Linked DNA regions of Mus musculus: region 2 is linked to region 1. The links are chromatin contacts, called in public HiChIP or PLAC-seq maps. All regions are on one chromosome and are shown on one strand. The core of a region is the stretch at or near the end of the contact, and the rest is flanking DNA. Distances in the headings are between cores, read along the strand shown. Region 1 overlaps Tspan18 (tetraspanin 18). Region 2 overlaps Cd82 (CD82 antigen).

Evidence for each region. HiChIP or PLAC-seq counts read pairs in DNA pulled down with a chosen protein or histone mark.
Region 2: an H3K27ac HiChIP or PLAC-seq map of trophoblast stem cells shows a contact between it and region 1, with 3 times the contacts expected there. The contact joins two enhancer-like sites. A contact is called at or near these places in 1 of 39 promoter capture datasets (hippocampal neurons), 1 of 15 datasets of contacts at CTCF or cohesin (large pre-B cells), 2 of 484 Hi-C or Micro-C datasets (DN2 thymocytes and embryonic stem cells), 10 of 115 datasets of contacts at active chromatin or transcription factors (bone marrow-derived dendritic cells, differentiating embryonic stem cells, embryonic basal ganglia and 7 more) and 3 of 9 other capture datasets (adipose tissue, liver and pancreatic islet).

What each region holds. Positions count from the first base shown.
Region 1 is chr2:93,211,650-93,217,306 of GRCm38.p6, reverse strand. Tspan18 (tetraspanin 18) reads left to right here. Exons shown (of 10, transcript NM_183180.2): 6 at 5,415-5,489. Among named protein-coding and RNA genes, the nearest start is that of Gm32824, 4.7 kb to the left of the region's middle. Within about 2 kb of position 2,931, at least 52 of the 459 cell types and tissues checked have an H3K27ac peak or open chromatin away from gene starts, as enhancers often do. A contact at or near this core is called in trophoblast stem cells, where this site is marked.
Region 2 is chr2:93,443,610-93,448,587 of GRCm38.p6, reverse strand. All of the region lies in intron 1 of Cd82 (CD82 antigen), which reads left to right. Among named protein-coding and RNA genes, the nearest start is that of Gm10804, 6.7 kb to the left of the region's middle. Within about 2 kb of position 3,172, at least 66 of the 459 cell types and tissues checked have an H3K27ac peak or open chromatin away from gene starts, as enhancers often do. A contact at or near this core is called in trophoblast stem cells, where this site is marked.

The DNA of each region.
Region 1 (5,657 bases), core at 1,682-4,181:
GAGGAAGCGCAATGGCCTGTGACACGAGCGGCAGGGGAGCTGTAGCTCCCTTTATTTCTCACAGTATAACATGGCCAACTTTACTGGGAGAGACAAAGAAGCCTGCTGGTGCCCCCTGGTGGACTGTCCCCTTCCCTGTCAGTCAGCTCCTGCCTGTAGCAGCTCTGGCTGGGGACCCAGAGGCTTTAAGAAAGATCTGGTCTCAGTGTGTGATGACCCAACTGTGCTGTTCCTAGGCGTGTACCCAAAGGGCTCTGCATCCTCCTACAGAGACGCTCGCTCATCCGTGTCCACTGTTGCTCTGTTCACGATAGTCAGGAGATGGATGGGTAATGAGAATGTGACACATATACACAATGGAATTTTATCAAGCCATAAAGAAAAATGAAATTTATTAAGTTTGCAGGCAACATGAGTGGAACTGGAAAATATTGCATTAAGTGAGGTAACTCAGGCTCAGGAAGACAAAGAGCTCCTGTTCTCTCTCAGGCAGATCCGAGCTTCTAATTTTTATTTATGTGTATTTCTGTGGGAGTAAGTTCTGGGTAGAGGCCAGAGAACTAGCAAGGGGCCCTAGAGAGGCAAAAAGAGGGAGGGAATGGGAAGATAGCAGAATGTGTATGATGTAGAAGGGGTGGGGCTAGGAAGGAAAAGCGTGACGAGCTGGGCCGTCAAGGGGGTATATGAGAGGATGAACCAAAACTAAGGGGTTACAAAAGTGACCTAAGGTAACGTGATGCTTTGTGTGCTAAGTGAACATATGCATGTGTGCATGGAAAGCGTTTGTGGGCCCTGCATGGTGGTGTGCACCTGTAACCCCAGCACTGAATTAAGGGGGCTAATGAAGGACTACTGTGAGACCAAGGCCACCCTGGGCTACAGAGTTAAAATCTGTCTCAGAGAAAGAGAGACAGAGACAGGCAGAGAAAGACAGACAGTGAGAGAGAGAGAGAGAGAGAGAGAGAGAGAGAGAGAGAAACAGAGACAGACAGACAGACAGACAGAGACAGGCAGAAAGACAGAGACAGACAGACAGAGAGAGGGAGAGAGAGAGAGACAAAGAGACAGAGGCAGACAGAAAGAGAGGGGGGAGAGAGAGAGAGACAGAGGGGGAGAGAGAGACAGAGAGACAGAGAGAGGCAGAGACAGAGAGGGTGAGAGAGAGTGAGTGGGAGAGAGAGGGAGAGAGACACAGAGAGAGAAAGGGATCCAGAAGGCAGGCAGGTCGTGCCTCTTCCCCTCCTCACCTCCCCACAAGGGATGCATCACTGTTAATGGGCCCATCTCTGCAGCCAAGCCCGGAAGGCAGCCTGTGCTCTTGGCTGAGAGCAGGCTGTGCTTGGCTGCTTTGCCAGCCTCGGCTAAGTGTGCCCTGAACCCTGCCAGCGGGAGAGAAAAATGGGGCGTTTGTTTTGCATGAAGTTTAAGAAGGTTGAGAGCTGCGGACAGGCTGAATTAGTCCTCGAGCTGACCACCAGCCGGGTCCTCTCCGACCTTCCGTCTCCACTTGGGCCTGCTCATCTCTACATCTCCCCCTCCTCTCCTCTTTACCTTCTTCCATTTCTCAGCTTCTCTTCCTGCTATCACCTCACCTCTCTGTGCTCCCCGCTCACCCCTATCCCAATCCCAGTTCACACGAGGCTAAAGTCAGTGTGGGTCAGAGGCAGGGTGCAATGCTATGCCTCAGACTGCTGCCATCAAAACCAGGCCCCAACCCAGAATAGATCTGGACAGGCCAAAATCATATGCAAGAGAGATGCACTAGGGATGGAGGCATGTATACGTGTTCTAAGTATGTGAACATATATGTGAGTATATACACAAGTATATTGTGTGTACGTGTGTGGTATGTGGCACCCTCTGTAGTTTTATATAGTTTATTACGTGTGCATGTATGTCTGCCCTGTGTATATGGTATGTGTACCTCTGCTGTGGATTTTGGTGAATTACATAGTAGTATGTAGGTTGTGTGCACACACATGTACAGGTGGCATGTGTGTAGTGGGGTGGAGTTGAGGGGCATAGAAGCTTTGAGAAGCTTTTCTAAGACAGGCTCTCACACTAGCCCAGGCTTCTGTGGGAGCGAGGATAATAGTCTTGGACTTCTGGTACCCCAATACCTCCCCAAGAGCTGGGATTACAGATGTGCCCCATGTCCAGTTTCTGCAGTTCTGTAATCTAGCCCAGAAACTCTCCTATTCTAGGCAAGCACTCTGCTGACTAAGCTACATCCCGAGTCCTTCTGGAAGGTTTTCTAAAAGGTCCGGAACCTAAAACCAGTTCTTTTTTCCAGCCTAAAGCTGGTTGTGTGGTTGCTCCTGTAGAAGATGGCCACTGAGTCAGACCCTAGTAGCATCTAGGGGCTTCCTGGAGGCTTTTGACTTCCTCCTTAGCCAGGCTGTCTAGAAAGGGCAAACATTGTAGCTCTACTCATCCTGGGACCCTGGCCCCAAGGTCAGCCACAATAAGGCCCAGGTACAGAGCAACCCCTGCTTGCTTCTGGGACTGAGAAGCCCAAGTCTGAGGACAATTGGCCCTGTGACCAGCCATCTAATGACTAGCTTAGCTAATGACAAGAGCGCATGTGTAGGTCAGTGTCCCCCACACCAGCCATTTCCTGTGTGTCTCCTCTGAATGTCACAAACACCCCTGTGGCCAACTTACCTGAAGAATCTAATTTTAACAAGGGCAGTGGGGTGGGATGGAGTGACGGGGAGGGGAATGGAGAGGGAAGGAGGGGGAGGGGAAGCGAATACATGAGCAGTACTTTGTTGAAATTGAGGACTGCTTACCAAAAAGGAGATTCAGGCCCCTCCCCATGAGTAAGGACACCAAGGCTCTGCTAACCTCACAGTTTAACAGCAGTCAGAGGATGGGAATTCCCTGGGAGGGCAGCCTATGGCCCCTGGGGAAAGTCCCTAAGCAGGAAGCTGCAGGAACTGGAGGAAGTCACTGGGCTGAAGGAGTGGGGGCAGGGTGTAGCATTGTCTCTGTTGTGAGTACTGCAACCTGCTCTTTCCTCTTGAAGCTCACACCCTGGGCTGGGCAGAGATTCAGCAGGTAGGAGCCCCCAGGCTCCCTGCCTCTGGACTGGCTTCTCTTCCCCTCTCCCAAGCTGGATCTGCCTTCTTGGCATCTCTCTAGGCATCAGCTCTGTGCAGTCCACTGCAGGATGGGCCTGTGGCTGCCTTGTATGTGTTCATTTGCCCATTCCCAGAGGACCCCAGAGCAGACACTCAATAGAAGCTTTGGGATGAAGCACAAGGAAAAGACAATCAGATGTCAGTAAGAGCTGAGCTTTGGGGGAAAGGGGGTGTTGAGATGGCTCAGTGGTTAATAGCACTGGCTGCTCTTCCAGAGATCCTGAGTTCAATTCTCAGAACTCATATGGTGGCTTATAGACATCTATAAAGGGGTCTGATGCCCTCTTCTGGTATACATGCAGGTGTACATGCAGACAGAATACTCATACAATTAAAAAAGAACATAAATTTAAAATATATATATATTAAAAAGCAAAAGAGCTGAGCTTTGATGTTTTGGGCTGTGTGTCCTGAGGCTGGCTGTTTAACCTCTCTGAACCTAAGACTCTTCATGTGTAAAATGAAGATGACCAGATCTTCCAAGCTATCATTCTATGGTCACAATCCACTGGGACAATGTGCGTCTTGCTTAGCTTGGCTCCTGACCTCACTTGATACATAGGAAACAAAAATACTCAGTCCTGGCCAATCACAACTCTGCTAGCAGTTCATAACTCTTAAGAACTGGCAGCTCCTGCAGTCAGTCACCCCCAAACTGCAGTACCACCAGGTGCAGTCAGTCACCCCCAGACTGCAGTACCACCAGGTGCAGTCAGTCACCCCCAGACTGCAGTACCACCATCTCCTCTTAGTAGTAAGACAGAGGGTTGCTGCCCATGGTACTTGCCCCTCCCTCAAGCTGCAGAAACCAGACCACCATGAGTGGCCTGTAACCCTGAGCTGGTGGCATGCCAGTCCCTGTTCTCCTAGATGGCGCTCAGGCTTCCATTGGTCCTCAGTGGCCTTCCAAGAGATCAGCAAGGTGGCTCTCATGCAAAGTCACACAGAGTGGAAAGTGGCTGTGCATGTGTTACCCATAATTTGTGATCTTGGCCACAGCTGGCAATGTAGGTGTCACTGTAGGGTCACCTGAGGACCTGCCAACAGTCAGGGAGGCCACAGAGCAGGGAGAGGCCCTGTATGGCCATGCTGAGTAGGGCTGATGACCAGCCAAATGGAAATGCCAGATCTCTCAGCGGGGCGGGGCACTGAAAAAGGATACTCTCTCAGTGGCTGCTCAACACAGAGCTCTCAAAAGCATCCACCATGGCCCAGGGCACCCAGGAGGTCATGACTGAGTGGCCAAGTCCTTAGAAAGAGGAAGGTTCTACAGCTTGTCCAAGTGGCCAGGATGGGACATAGGAACCAGCCTCTGTGTGTGCTCCTGGTTGAATCACCTCTGTTGGTGGCTCCATTTGGGGTGAGAATGGAGTTTGCAAGGGTACTGAGGAAGATGGGCCAAACTGCTTCTTCCTGTCTTTTTGAGCCAGCTCCAAAACAGTGCTGGTGAGGACCAGAGCCTGAGACACACAGCATGCGACAGGGTCATGGTGATGATCTAGTCTTTTGTGAGACCTCTCAGGTGCTGGGGGAAGGTAGCCTGCAGCAGCTGGGTGCCTCTGTTTGATGCTATGATGTAGACAGGGCCCCCTCTGCTGGAAGAAGTCAAGAAGGCCTCTCAGGGGTGAGGCTGGAGCTTAATTTGGGCACAGGGAACCATCCAGCATGGGAGGGCCCCACACCAGAGCACCCAGGTTAATCTGTGAAACACAGGAATTTACTGAGTGAAGCAGACAGGGCTCTGTGTGAGACATCAAACGCCCCTCCCTGAATCTCACTACCTTTCTGCCCATCTTGGGCCTCTGTTTCAGCTGAAGATAGCACTCCTCCCTTCTTCCACTCAAGACAGCATGGCTTCCTATTTCCACATCAACCAGAGAGACTAGGGCAGGGAAAAGTGGCCTTGGGGTTGCCAGGGTAGGAAACCCAGCCTCAGATCCCCAAAAATTTGGGAATTCACCAAGGGAAATGTCCCCAAAGGGAGCCCCCTCCCAGGGCCACCAGGCAGGGCTGCTCAGGTTGTACACGGCACAGGGTGGCCTCTCTCAGCCACCATGTGCTCAGAAGACAGATTTATCTGTCTCCACTGCTCACAGTTTCTGTCACTACTCTGCGGCTCCAAGGGTAGATCATCAGCGTGTTTGTTATGAAAGCGGTGATTTAATGGGAGTGAAGGTCTGTCTAACAAGATGAAAACATCCTATCTCTCACGTAAGGATGTGTGGTAAGATGGCGCCCCGCGTGGGCCTCACAGCTGCCCTCTCTCTGCAGTTCTTCCTGTTTATCCTGATCATCTTCCTGGTAGAGCTCTCAGCAGCCATCCTGGCCTTCATCTTCAGAGAACACGTATGTACCACTCAGCTTCCCATCCTGCTGCACTGAGGGGCACCGAGTGACCCCTGCCTCCTCAAAGATACCCTTAGAACTAGCTGTCTCATCCAGGGCCTTGGGTCTAAACATAACCTGCACCTCAGGAATGCATTGGGGTCCAGAGAAGTGGGGTCTCCTATAGGG
Region 2 (4,978 bases), core at 1,923-4,422, 230 kb before region 1:
AAGCAGGTAATCAGGGCCATTTCCAGGGGTGGAAGCAGAGACTCAGGAAAGTAAGTCATGGGGGCTGGGGCTGTGGCTCAGTTGTGGCATAGTGTGCACAGAGTCTTGGTAGGGTCTCTAACACCAGGGATGCCAGGTGTGGTAGCACCAGCCTGAAATCCCAGCACACAGAAGATGAAGGATCAAGTTCAAGGTCATCCCTGGCTACAGAGTAAGTTTGAAGATAGCAGGGCTCAGATCATGAGAACCTGTTGAGGTTTGTTTGTTTGTTTGCTTTTGTTTCTTTTTGTTTTGTTTTTTAAACAGACAGCATTTGGGAAGTGCAAAAGGAGCAGGTTTGAGCCTATCTGAACCCTTGTGGAGGTGGCAGGGCTGCGCCGGAGGGATCTGGGAGGGCTGCCTGCAAGAAGTGGCCTTGCAGCTGTACCTCCCCTCCCACCTAAGCTCAGCCTGGGGAGGGGACAGTGGAGCTGCCTGAGCCTGCTGGCTGTTGCCATGTGGGATCCCTGATTACAGTCCCCTCCCTCCCCCTAATCACCCACTCAGGGCCCACACCCGGTTTCTGTCTTAGGAACCCTGGCCCAGCGAGTTTGCCAGCCATATGCATGGGTGGGTGAGTCTCCTCCCCAGCCTTCAGTATCCGTTGTATCATCCACTGCTGGTTAGGTTTTGTGCCAGGGCTACAGCCCTAGCTAGACTTGGCCTTGGTTGGATTATCTTATTGTGAAAAAACAGTTTCTGCTGGCCATGAAGCATGGCTGTTAGCACAGGGGGTCTGGATCAGCCCTTGGGGTACAGTCTGCCAGCTGTGTCATGGGAGGGGGGGCAGCACGTGTCTCCACCAAGGATAACTGCAGATGCTCCACCTGTGGTCAGTTAGTACTGTAGACTGTGTTTCCACAGCCAGCTGTCCCTCAGAGGGAACAGGGCTGCTGGGACAAAGGCACAGCCTGTTACTTAATGGTTCATTGTCTTGTGAGCTCCTGGGGGCAAGGAGGGTTCCACCCATCTGTGTCCTGTGTCCAGCTTGAGGCTAGCCCATGGTGGGGTCTTGGTAGACTCCAGGGGCTCAGGATGGAAGTCACTTGGGGTTCACTGCCTTTGGGCCCCTGAGCCTTTCACCTCTGAGCCTTATGCTGGGGTTTTAGCAAGCCCTGTGTGTAATGTGTTGGGGGCAGGGCAGGCAGGGCTGTGCCATTGCCCCTGAAGATACTGGGCACCTTTCCCATCTGCTCAGAGTCTAGGGGCTCAGGGGCCGCTTACCCCTGCCATCCTGACTCCCCATCATAAAGTGTGCAGGACCTTGGGCTGCAGAGTCAGAGTCTTGAGGGCACACCAGAGCTAGGCCACTATCCCTGTGTGAGCAGGGCAAGTGCTGCCTGCCTCCCTCCTGAGCCCGCATCGTCCTGCTTAGGTTTAGGGGCTGGATTAAGGGGTTGGGCAGCGAGCACATTCCCTTTGTCCCTCATGCTGCTCTTTGCCAGACTCCATTCCAAGGACTTAGTGACCATGACCTTTCTGGGCCCGTCTACAGGAACCCCAGGCCTGTTCCACCTCTCAAGGAACCAAGGGATCTCCTAGAGTGTCAGCAATTCAGGACTGGCTTCTTCCTGGACATCCGTGATAGTCCACTTTACAGAGAGCACTAAGGCCCAGAGCAGGCAAGCTGTGTGCCAAAGGTCACACAGCTCTGAGTAGTGAGACTACAATTAAGCCTCTCTCAATTCAGAATCTACGCTGTGACCTGGTTTACTGGGGTGAGGAGAGGTTCTTAAAACCTGCTTCCTGAGACGTCTCCTGGGAGTCTAGGTCCTGACATGAGGCCCCAGAGTCTGCGACTTCTGAATAGCTGATCCTCGAGTCTCTTAAGCGTCCCTCAGACTTACAGCGTCTTATCTGATTTTCCACTTAAGCTACAGTTAGGTTGAGATGGAGCAGAGTCCTGGGCTGGACGTTTGAGGCCAAGCCTAGCAGTTTGCACATCCCAGTGTGATGGACAAATGTGAACGCGTCACCCCCATTCTTAAGGGTCTGAAGCCACCCAGAGCACTGGCCACTTTAGCCAGCCCCAGCCCCAGCCCCAGCCCCAGCATACACCTCAACATTCACAACACCTGGGCCTCAGGCTCTTCACTGGGAGATGGAGACCGAGGTAGGATGTCTGGGGTGTCCCTAGCACAGTGCATCTGAGTGTGAGAGCTGCAGAAGGCTGGGAGCTCAGGGGCCATAGCTCAGCTTCCCGTCTGGTACTTCTTACGAGGCAGCCTCTTGTTCAGTCAGTGGCCCTCCAGTGATGCCTCTTGGGCTTCAGAGCAAAATGCAAGAAGGGAAACCTATCTAAGCCACATCGGCTAAATTAAAGGGATTGAAGGGAGATCCTGGCCAGGACCAGAGGATCTGGTCTCCTTCCCTGACAGGAAGCCAAGAGTCACATCTTGGGAGCTGGGTCAGGACAAAAAGGGTCTAGTGAGGAAGTCTGGTGAGGAAGATTGGGTGGGTAGCCTCCACTAAGGTGTTGCTTAGCATGAGGTAAGGAAAGAGTGCTGGTTATTTACTGGATTGGTTTTAGGCAAGTCACTGAACCTCTGAGCCTCAGTTTTTTCATCTGCTCAATGGGGACAGTGCTTTATCTAGGAGCTTGTTTAAGAGTCTCAATGAGAAGAGAAATTTTGTGGGTGATGCAAGGTGATAGGCTAAAGCTTGTCACCTCCTAGCTACAGTGTTGAGGGGCCAGAGAGTGGGAACCTGTCGATCCAGCTCATGGGGTCATGTGACTGGGCTTTGAACTCCTGTGACTAAACATGTGGGATGCTAGAGTGGGGCAGCAGCTTGTGTTCAGGCTCTGGCTGTGTCTTCTTGGTCCTCCAGCAGTTCAATGGACAGGCTCCCACCAGCCCTGCTGTGTTGGAGGTGAGGCCTGTAGGGGCTCAGGGACATTAGCTAACTCTCTTGCTCAAGGTCACACCACAGCTAGAAGCAGAGCAGGACTCCCAAGAGGTCTCCCAGGGAACCTTGAACTCCCAGGCTGCTCCATGGCCCCACGCTTCTCCTGTTGCCAGGGGAACGTGTGTTTGTTTGCTTGTTTTTCCCTCTCTTATTTTAACAACAGTAACAACAAACCGAAAGTACAAGCCGAGATTGAAAATAAGATAGTGTGAGGTCAAGAATCCAGCAGTCCCCAAGTCAGCTGTCACAGAAGGTTACAACACAGGAGAGTACAAGCAGCCACCATGACCAGCCTCCTTTTATGGATGTTCAGGGCAAAGTCCAGAAGCTGGAGATCTGTGTCATACGCCAGCCTGTTGGACCAGGCTGGGCCAGGTGGTCTCCAGAGCCTTGAAGTTCTCTCTCCACATCCTGCCATGTGTGACAGGCCACTCTTACCTGCCATGGCTGCCAGACTTCCCAGCCTCCAGGTGCCTCCTGCCTCAAGGTGACACTCATGGCCTGGCCTCATTGACAGAGGTGCCCCTCCCCAGAGGCCAGCCTTTCCCCCATCACCTTGCTTCAGTGTAGGCCAGGACCACTGGGCAAAATCCTGCCAGGTGTCAGGCACCTCACCTAGCTCCTTCCTGGGAACCCACTAGTCGGCTAATTTCACAGGGAAAGCTACAGCAGAAGCAAGGCATGGCTCCAGGCTACATAGCTGGCCGGAGGTGGTCCATGCGGCCTATTCAGGTGTAGACTTGTGTTTGTATGGTTGCCTCTTACTCTGTCTGGCCTCTCTGAAGACAGTGATCTCTCAGGTGACTCTCATGACAGTGCTCTGGGGTAGGTAACAGGAGGGGAGTGAACTTCGGGAAGGGTATGGAATAGTCAAGGAGTGGGAGGACCACATGACACCGGTTTCTGGTCACCTGCTCCTGTCTGAGCACGGAGGCACTGGGAAGTCAGGGCTGAATCACAAGCTGCAGAGCATCTGTGCTGGCCCCTGGCGCACATCTCAGCATGTTCCATCCCCAGAGCCTAAAACCCTAGTTCCTGGCTTCCCTCTGAGCAGTCATCAGGACCTCTGGCTTGTGCCAATCCTAGCTAGCTTTAGTGATGTCATTTCTGGTGTTCAGTGGCTTCCTCTGCAGAACCAGTGTCTCTCTAAGGGACCTTCCTGAGCTCTGCAGACACCCAGCTCTTACCTCGTTCTCACGATCATGTGCCACGAGCTCACTCGTCCTGGGCATTTTTAGAGTCATGGGCAGAAAATGTTAAGTTCAGGATAACCCTGAAAGACCCTGCGTTTTAGGGAGGATGTGGAGGGGAGGGTGTGGAGGGGAAGCTGCGGTGGGGAGAACCTGTGACACACTTGGGTGTAGAACTTGGCTGTTCCTGAGTCACCTGGGGTCCAAGCTCACCCTCGAGCTTCTGTTGGTGCAAACTGGGCAGTGCTGGGCATGGGCATTGGCTATGGCTGGCTGTGCAGTGCACTAGAAGAGAGACCACAGAGGGAAAGTCTCAGAAATCCACATTAGGAATTTCTGAAAAGAGGGATTTTAACAGAAACTACATGTGCAAAGGCCCTAGTGTAGAGAGGGCCTGAGAGTACAGGGGCAACAGTAAAGAGATCAGATAAGCACGTGGGAAAGACCAGGGTGACAAGAGGAAGGCAGAGCAACCGAACAGGGACAGGACATGCACATCATCTGGTTTTATAGCCAGTGTGTCAGCAGGAGTGCTGGCTGCACAGGACAGTGTTCTTGCTGTGTTTCTCGGCTGTCGGTCGCTCTGCAGTGTGGATAAGCTCACGCTGAGTGGGGCTGGTCCCAGCTCAGTTCTGGACTGGCCCGGCAGGAGGGCTGGGGACAGTGGAAAACTGCAGAATAGCAGGAGACTGTGTGGCTCTTAGGTGTTCCATGAGGGGCCATTTCCTCTTCTCTCCACCCCACAACACTTACAGCCAGGAGTGTGCCCCCAAAGGGACCTGGGAAAGGAAAGCTGAGATTACAGCTCAATACTCCCGAGAGGTGTGGACATGGCATTCAGA